Regions from separate parts of the Gossypium hirsutum genome. Here region 2 is linked to region 1. A link is a contact called in public Hi-C data. All regions are on one chromosome and are shown on one strand. Each heading gives the region's core, a stretch centred on a gene start, on an enhancer-like site or on the middle of the called end of the contact. The rest is flanking DNA. Distances are from core to core; before and after follow the strand shown.

What was found. Hi-C and Micro-C count contacts between places; a contact is called where the count stands out from the background.
Region 2: a contact with region 1 is called in a Hi-C map of hypocotyl, with 3 times the contacts expected there. The contact joins the promoter of LOC107951427 here to the promoter of LOC107951438 in region 1. A contact is called at or near these places in 2 of 34 Hi-C or Micro-C datasets (hypocotyl and leaf).

What each region holds. Positions count from the first base shown.
Region 1 is chrA02:15,268,303-15,272,265 of Gossypium_hirsutum_v2.1, forward strand. LOC107951438 (mitogen-activated protein kinase kinase kinase 1) reads right to left here and starts at 2,321. Exons shown (of 9, transcript XM_041085349.1): 1 at 1,105-2,321; 2 at 130-214; 3 at 1. The coding sequence starts at 2,111.
Region 2 is chrA02:15,633,387-15,637,349 of Gossypium_hirsutum_v2.1, forward strand. LOC107951427 reads right to left here and starts at 1,810. Exons shown (of 12, transcript XM_016886478.2): 1 at 1,359-1,810; 2 at 1,161-1,248; 3 at 969-1,068; 4 at 799-872; 5 at 645-716; 6 at 438-515; 7 at 18-142. The coding sequence starts at 1,441.

The sequences.
Region 1 (3,963 bases), core at 1,071-3,570:
CCTGAAAAAGAAAGGAAAGAGAGAAATTAAATGGACAGAAAAGAAGAAAATAGATATTTCAAGAAAAAAGATTGATTAGCATAAAAGAAACTGAAAATTTAAATAAATAAAAGCCAAGATCTGTCTCACATGTTCAAGTTGGATAACACTTTGCTTTCCCTGACTTCCTTGATCAAGCAACGAAACTTCCTTCACCGCAAAAAAGAATCCATCGCTACAGGAAAACGAATGGATAACTTATTAATATAGCACTGAAAGAAAAATATCTCTTCCCTAAAGAAATGCATGATCTACTGAACAAGTGGAAAACCAATTAATTGCTGGTTAGGATAAAATATGCTTTTGTACACTATTATGAAAAAAATTATGATCAGTGATTTTTTCTGTAACTCCCAAGTAAATGTCATCATATAGCTTAAAGCCTATAACAATCCAAAATCTCTACAATTAGTTCCAAATCTCAAAGATCCTAGTGCAGTGTTGCCTCCCTTAATTATGTTTCTCATGTCTTCAAAAACAGTAAACAATAAATTCGTCATCTTGAAATCTATATACAGAACAAGATATCTCCAAGGAACAAGTTCCTAACCAAATAATACCACCAAAAACATATACTTGAATCGACAATCAAAATCTATTTCTAAAACAGGACTTACTACCATTCACAAATTGCCCACAAAAAATGTAGGTCCAATCATGCAAAACTTCAAGCAGCAAAAATAAAAAACAAAAACAAAGTAACACTTAAAGACAGATGATAGTGCAGGCTAAAATACATCAAACCTTCATGTTCAAGACGCAGAAACATGAGATGTCCAAAAAGTAGTCACATTTGGAATTCACCATATAAATGAAATCTAGCAATCCTAAGATGCTACTATCCTTAATCCATCAAGCCAAACATGTAAGAAGGTGCTCTCTAAAGAAGAAAGGAGCCATACAGAGGCGCTTTCTTAAATGCTTAACTAAGACCAAGAACACTTCCTAACCCCAGATGCTTGAAACAAAAGATAAAATAAGGTGCCCAAAGATAAAATAACTTGCAACAAAAGCTACTAAATGAAAATGGATGTTATATTATAGGCAGAGTATCAAATCACTTACTCAGAAATCCCTTCGTAAACCGATCCAAATGATCCACTTCCCAGAAGCTCACCTTTCTCCCAATAAGTAATTGTCCTTTTGAACCTACCGTTAGGAGAAATATTTGACATAGGCTCTGTTGTAGTACTCGAAGAATCATCATCATTCGAAGTTGTGAAAGAACAAGACTCTGAAAGCACCGCATTGTCTCCTATTCTCATTAAATTTTCCTCCTTAGTATTTCCCTCATTAAACCCACCGTCCTCTCTTTTATATTCTTCGTCATCGGAAGACGAATGTGAGTTAACCGGAATCGCACACCCTCTATCGTCATCGGGGCCGAAATCCCTAAACAGATCCCAGGTGGAGCAGCCGTTATCGATCGCTTTTAGCTTCATTCCCGGAGGTGGCTTTAAAAACGGTGGCTTATCCCCTTTAATTCCACTATTCCCTCCTCCAACAACAACATTCGAAACGCAAGACGTGCTTGACTTCAATTCGGTTGTCGTAGTATTATCCACCGCAATTTTATCAGAAAAGCAGCATTCCCTTTTCGACTCGGACGAGTCCTTCCGAGTCAACTCAGTAGCCAAAACCCTCTCAGCCAATTCATCTACTGTTACTTCAGCGCCGGCGCCGCCTTTTACTAGAGCTGTCTCTTCTTTAGGACTATCCAACCGGTTTAATCTGGACCGAGGCAGAAGATCCGACGACGATCTGATCTTACGGGCCTCCCAGGCGGCGGTCGGGATTGAAAAATCTTCAGGACCATTAAGGCCCAAGCTCCGACAAATTCGATCGAGCTCTCCGTCGGTTCCTTCGAGACGAAAGCTTGTTTGATACAAATCGAGCGATCGTGTGACTAGAGGAGAAGAAGAAGAAGAAGAATCATCGAGAGACGAACAAAACGAGCCCGCATCGTAATCGATGTCCTTCGCTGCATTGCGTCGCTCGAGTCTAGGTTTTCTTCTGCTCCTTTTCGAGTCCATGGCGACTCTATTGCTAAAGAATCGAGGTAAGTGATGCATGTGGAACAGAATCCATCAAAATTCAAAAAAAAAGCTAAAGCAGCATAGGGTTTCCGAAAATATCAATTTAAGAAAGAGAAACGCTTTTGTTCTTTTTCTCCGTAACTTTCCTGGGAAAATTTAGGTGAGAAAAATTGGGAGCGAAAAGCGGCTGACCTAAAGAGAGAGAAAAAAAACGTGATAATGGTAGACAGAGTGGCTGGCTAGTAAACGCCGTCGGAAGAGAGAGAAATAAAGAGATTATACGCGTCGCCACGTGTCGCTTGCAAGAAATTTTTAAATCTTTGCATCCAAGGATTACTTTTTTATCCAGTTAGCTCCTTCAGTTTGTAAATTTTATTTTGGATTGTAATCACTAGGCCGTTTGTAATCGAATAGTTGCTTAGACTGTCCATTTGAAATAGTTTAATATTTATAGTTACTCATATTTGTATTTATATTTTAATTGTATGATATTGATTATATTTAAAAAAATGTAAATTAATCATATATATTAGATTAAAAAATAAATTGATTATTTTGTATATTAAAAAATTGATGAATATTTAATAGAAAAAATTGAATTGTTCTTTAATTTAACGTATAAGAATTAATTTATCTAAATTTTAATAAAAATATAAAATATAATTTGATTTCTAATATAAGAATCTTCATAATACTTTTATCGTAAATTTGTCGCCACATGAATAATAAGCTTATACCCAAATTTATTGTGTTGGAGTTACAATTTTTTTTTTAAAGTCCCACAACTATAATACATATACAAATATATATATATATATATATTTATGATCAATCGTAATATAAAACTTAACCAATATACAATACAACAAAGAAAGAATAAGATTCAAACCTTTTAAGGTCTAGTGCCTTAGCTTTTGCTAATAGTGTCTTTAATCTAATCATTGTCTGAGTCACTTGTCCAAGTTCGAGGGCTTATTTGAAAAGTAAGAGAATTTAGATAAAATATAAACTTGAAAAATAGGGTTGGACAAAAAAATAAGACTAATTCTCTAAACAAGTTAAGTTTCAGGTAAAATTATTTTTGTTCAGGATCGAGCCAGTCAGAATTAGTTGTTTTGTGGTTGTTTCATTATTGTTTTGCTTTCATTTTATTATTATATTGCTATTATATTATTATTATTGTTTAGATATTGTATAACTCATGTTTTATTATTAAATTTGCAACTTTGCTAAGTTACAACTATCTTAGTGTTTTTTAAGTATAAAGGCTTTTCTAATGTATTTTTAATTTGTTAGGAAATATTTATTTTAATGTATTTAATGTGTTATATTTTTAAGTTTATTTTTATATAAAAATAATTTTAAAAAATAAATACGGGCTAGACAGATTAGATTCAGATTTAGTATTTTTAATTTGAATAAAACTTAAACATAATTTTAAGTTTATTTTTCGTACCAAACTGAATCTAAACCTAAAAAATAAATCTTAAATTTTATATTGACCAGATTAGGTGTGTAGTGTCTAAACCTCATGAACAAAGATTAGATATTTTTAAATAAAATTTTGACTTCAAAATTTATAAATAAAAATCAAATTTTTTTAAAAAAAAATTGATATCAAATATAGAAAGATGTGTATAAAAACAAAGGGGTTAATGGTCTACAGCGGCTGGCATCAAAAGTAGACCAACATGGATATTCGTCATTATCCTTGGTAAATGTGTGAATTTGCGTAATGTTAAGAGTATGGTGAGATTTATACTCTAAAACAAAATCTATCTCTACTGGAATTGAATTAGTGTAATGCTATGTGAGTGGAGCCATCCACTCTAATTTTAATTTGATTCAATTGGAATCAAGATTTATTTATAAAATTTTAGTTAACTCA
Region 2 (3,963 bases), core at 560-3,059, 360 kb after region 1:
AAAGGCAAAAACAATACCCTAACGAGGCAGCAAGCTCTTCTGTGGGAACAGAGTGTGGATCAAGCCCCCTTGGCAAGCGTGCACTGCAAATCAGATCATACTGACCACTAGATCCATCTCTTCGCTCCTCATCTAAATGTACCTGTGGAAACAGAACCAAACTTAGCTTATGTCAAAGCAACATGATTTAACCTAGGAGACTTTGGCCTAGAATAAGAGGGAGGAAAGGGGAAATAAGGCCTATAAGTTTTCGGCTAAGCATCCTCATTTTAACCACATTAGCTATGTCTTTAAGTCTTGCAAAAGCAAAAATATCACCTGCATATTTGACTTGCAAATATCACCCTCTGTTTTTGGTTAAATCTCAATAACTTACATATCATAAAGATAATGTTGATAGTGAAAAAAAGCATATCAATTAGCACAGAAGCACTTACACGACGTTGGGGAAACAATTTGCATATCTGTTTTATGACAACCGATTGCTTGTGAAGACGTTCTGAGGTAATTGCCATCTGCAACTCAGATAATGTCATAAGTCAAAAGTTGTACATTGTAATAGACGAGAAAAACCAAAGAACCTAGCATAAACATAAATCTAAAACCTCATAAGTAAATAAACATAAAAGACAAATAGTCCTCACATGCCCCAGGCTTTGTGTGCAAATAAGATTGGGATAGAACTTTTCGAGCTTTTCCACACGATTCTTTTCCAACTGCAAAGATAAAATACCTATAACTATCATTCAGAAAGCTTTCGATTCTCGTGAAGAAACCGAAAACGAACAAAGTTAGTACCATGCCACGAGCTGATTTAAGCACTCCATACTTAACCTTTAACTCATGAGACACTCTCTCAATCTTAACCTTACCTATAATAAAGAACTGTTTATCAGATCCTAATAAATAAATATAAACAATTTTTTTCCAGAAAACAGAAATAAGAACTAAGGAGTAAGCATCAAAACCTTGAGCTAATTGTTCCTTGCTTCGACGAAGCTTCTCTTTCAAGTTAGTTAGCTTCTCGCTTTGACGAACTCTCCAATTCAGTTGATCATCAGCTTTCCCCTAAATAATAAAAACAAATCAAGACCAATCTCGAAAAGAGAAAAAGGCATTAATAAACAAATAAATTTCCAACTAAGTGAAAGAAATCAAACCTTTGCGGCAATCAGTTCGTTTAATTTTGAATATAACAAATCACGATGGTTTTTCAATGATTTTAACAAAGAATTATACTCATTTAATCTGCAAAGAACAGTTCATCGAGGAAATCAAAGAGCAAGTTAACAGCTTAAAATTTTAAATATTATAATATAAAAATATTTCACTTTTTTAGCGACGATTTTTTAACGTACCTGTAATTGACGCAAACGGCGCAAATAGAAGCGCGATTTGAATTGTCGCAAATAGCGCAGTTGCTGGCTTTCTTTGACATCATATAATTATAAATCTTCGTCTTCTTCGTCAAAAGAATCGAAAATCGAAATCCATAAAGAGAATATTAGTGTGGATTAAAATATAGGGATTCCCCCAGACCGCCGCCCCTTTTTTCGTTGTTTTGAAGGGTAAAGCGTTGCAGAGGTTGAGCTGAGATGGAGTTGACCGTCTATGATGAATCAGTCACCACCGGAGATGTACCACGACGTAGGAGACTGCAACTGAATACGACACCGTTTTGACATTGTGTGCCTGGTTTTTGTACAGCTTCGTTATCCGGACTCCGAGTTTTATGTAAATTAGTATGATATTATTTTGGTAAAATACCAGGGAAGCCACTGCAGTTAGGGAAGGATTGCATTTCGGCCTCTGTACTGAAGAAATGGGTAAATTAACCCTTATATATTTCGAAACTTACAAGCCCCTCTATTAAATTTTATTTGTTAAATAACAACATGCATCGTTAAATCATGCTGAAAATTATATTCTTTATGGATAAACTATAAAAATGGTTACCCAACTATGCCTTTCATTCTATTTTGGTCACTCAATCATTAATTTTTTCATTTTAATCACTAAAATTTTCGAAATTAAATATTTTAACCACTCTAAGCTCATGTGAGCTTTTTTTTATTGCTCTAGTAATAAAATTAGCCCTCTAATGTTTGCACATTCTATCAATTTGATGCTAAATATAAAAAATTTAACAAATTTAGCCTTCAATGTTTACAAAATTTGTCATTTTAGTTTTAATTATAAAAAATCCAATGAATTTGGCCCTCAAAATATAAAACATCTATCAATTTAGTCCTAACCCTAAAAATTTAAAAATATTTTTAAAAAAATATCAGTTTTAGCCCTTTATAACCCATCGACTATGTGAGATGTTAAAATAAGAAAAAGAATACCCTCTTTCGAGTCACTTGCAAAATAACTCTAAAAAGATTGGATAAAACACACAAAAATTTAAGATCCAAAAAAAAATGAAGGCATTAAAAACGTTATCTGTCTGGGTAGTAATGCAACCAATTATTCCATATAGGTTCTAAATCAATTAATTTGGTCCAGTGTGAAGCCTAAATTATAGTAAAAGAAATTGATGCGAGTGACTTGGAAGAGGGTACATTTTTTCTTATTTTAATATCTTATGTAGTTTAGTATATGGGTTATAAAGGGCTAAAAATAATTTTTTAAAATATATATATATTTCCATTTTTAGAGATAAGACTAGATTGATAGATTTTGTAAATGTTGAGGCCAAATTTATTATTTTTTTTAGAATTGGAACTAAAATGAAAATTTTTGTAAACATTGAGGGCTAAATTTGTTAAATTTTTTTTATATTTAGGATCAAATTAATAGAATATGTGAACATTAGAAGGCTAATTTTATTGCTAGACCAACAAAGAAAGCCCACATCAACTTAAAGTGGCTAAAATATTTAATTTGAAAAGTTTAAAGGCTAAATTGAAAAATAATAGTTGAGTGATCAAAATAGGATGAAAGGCATAGTTGGGTGACCATTTTATAGTTTACCCATTAAAAGATAATTTTCAACATGCAATTAACGTTCCAAGTCATCATTTAATATATAAATTTAACGAAATGATTAATTTGCACATTCTGAAATGTATATGTAACACCCCGAACCGTCTCCATTGTCGAATTAGGGTTACAGAGTATTACAAAACAATAAAAAACATTTAAACATTTTATCAATCAATATAATAATCACACCACAAACCATTCATACTCATGCACAACGTCCCTAAATCGAGTCCTCGAGGCCCTAACAATAACCTAGAAACAATTTGGGACCAATCTGAAATAATTTGGTAAGTTTAAGAAAAAGATGCAAAATTTTACAAAACAAGGATCACACAGCTGAGACCCCTGTGTCTCAGGCTATACAACAATTGAACTATGGACACACGGCCGTGTCCCAACCTGAGTTCACACTCGTGTAACTCTCTAAGTAGGGTCACACGGTTGTCTCACAAGGTTGTGTCACACACCCGTGTGCCAGGACGTCTAACTCTTTGAGTTGCCTGACACACTCGTGTGCCAGGCCATGTGTTAGGCTGTGTAACTTACTGGCTTACACCCTAAAGAACTCATCAGATGATACACAGTCGTGTATCTCACACAGTTGAGTCACATGCCCGTGTCTCAAGCCGTGTGGACCCAAAATGAACCTTAAACAACAAGTTTACCATTTCAAGCTTACCTGGACTCTAAGTAACCCATTTACCAACCAAAAGACCTATTCAAAGTGACATTAAACAAGATAAAAAAACATGCTAAATCAACCATCCTAAGTGCCTAACCAATGTATCCTCATTGATACCACAAGAATATACAATTTTACAACAAAAAGAACTATTATTCAAAGTATGATAAATCACACCATCAAACATTTAACCAATATGCCTAACATAGGCACCTCAATCACAACATTCCACTAACACATACCATATATTTGCACTAACACATATTCCTTAGTTCATTCATCATATTAGGTTA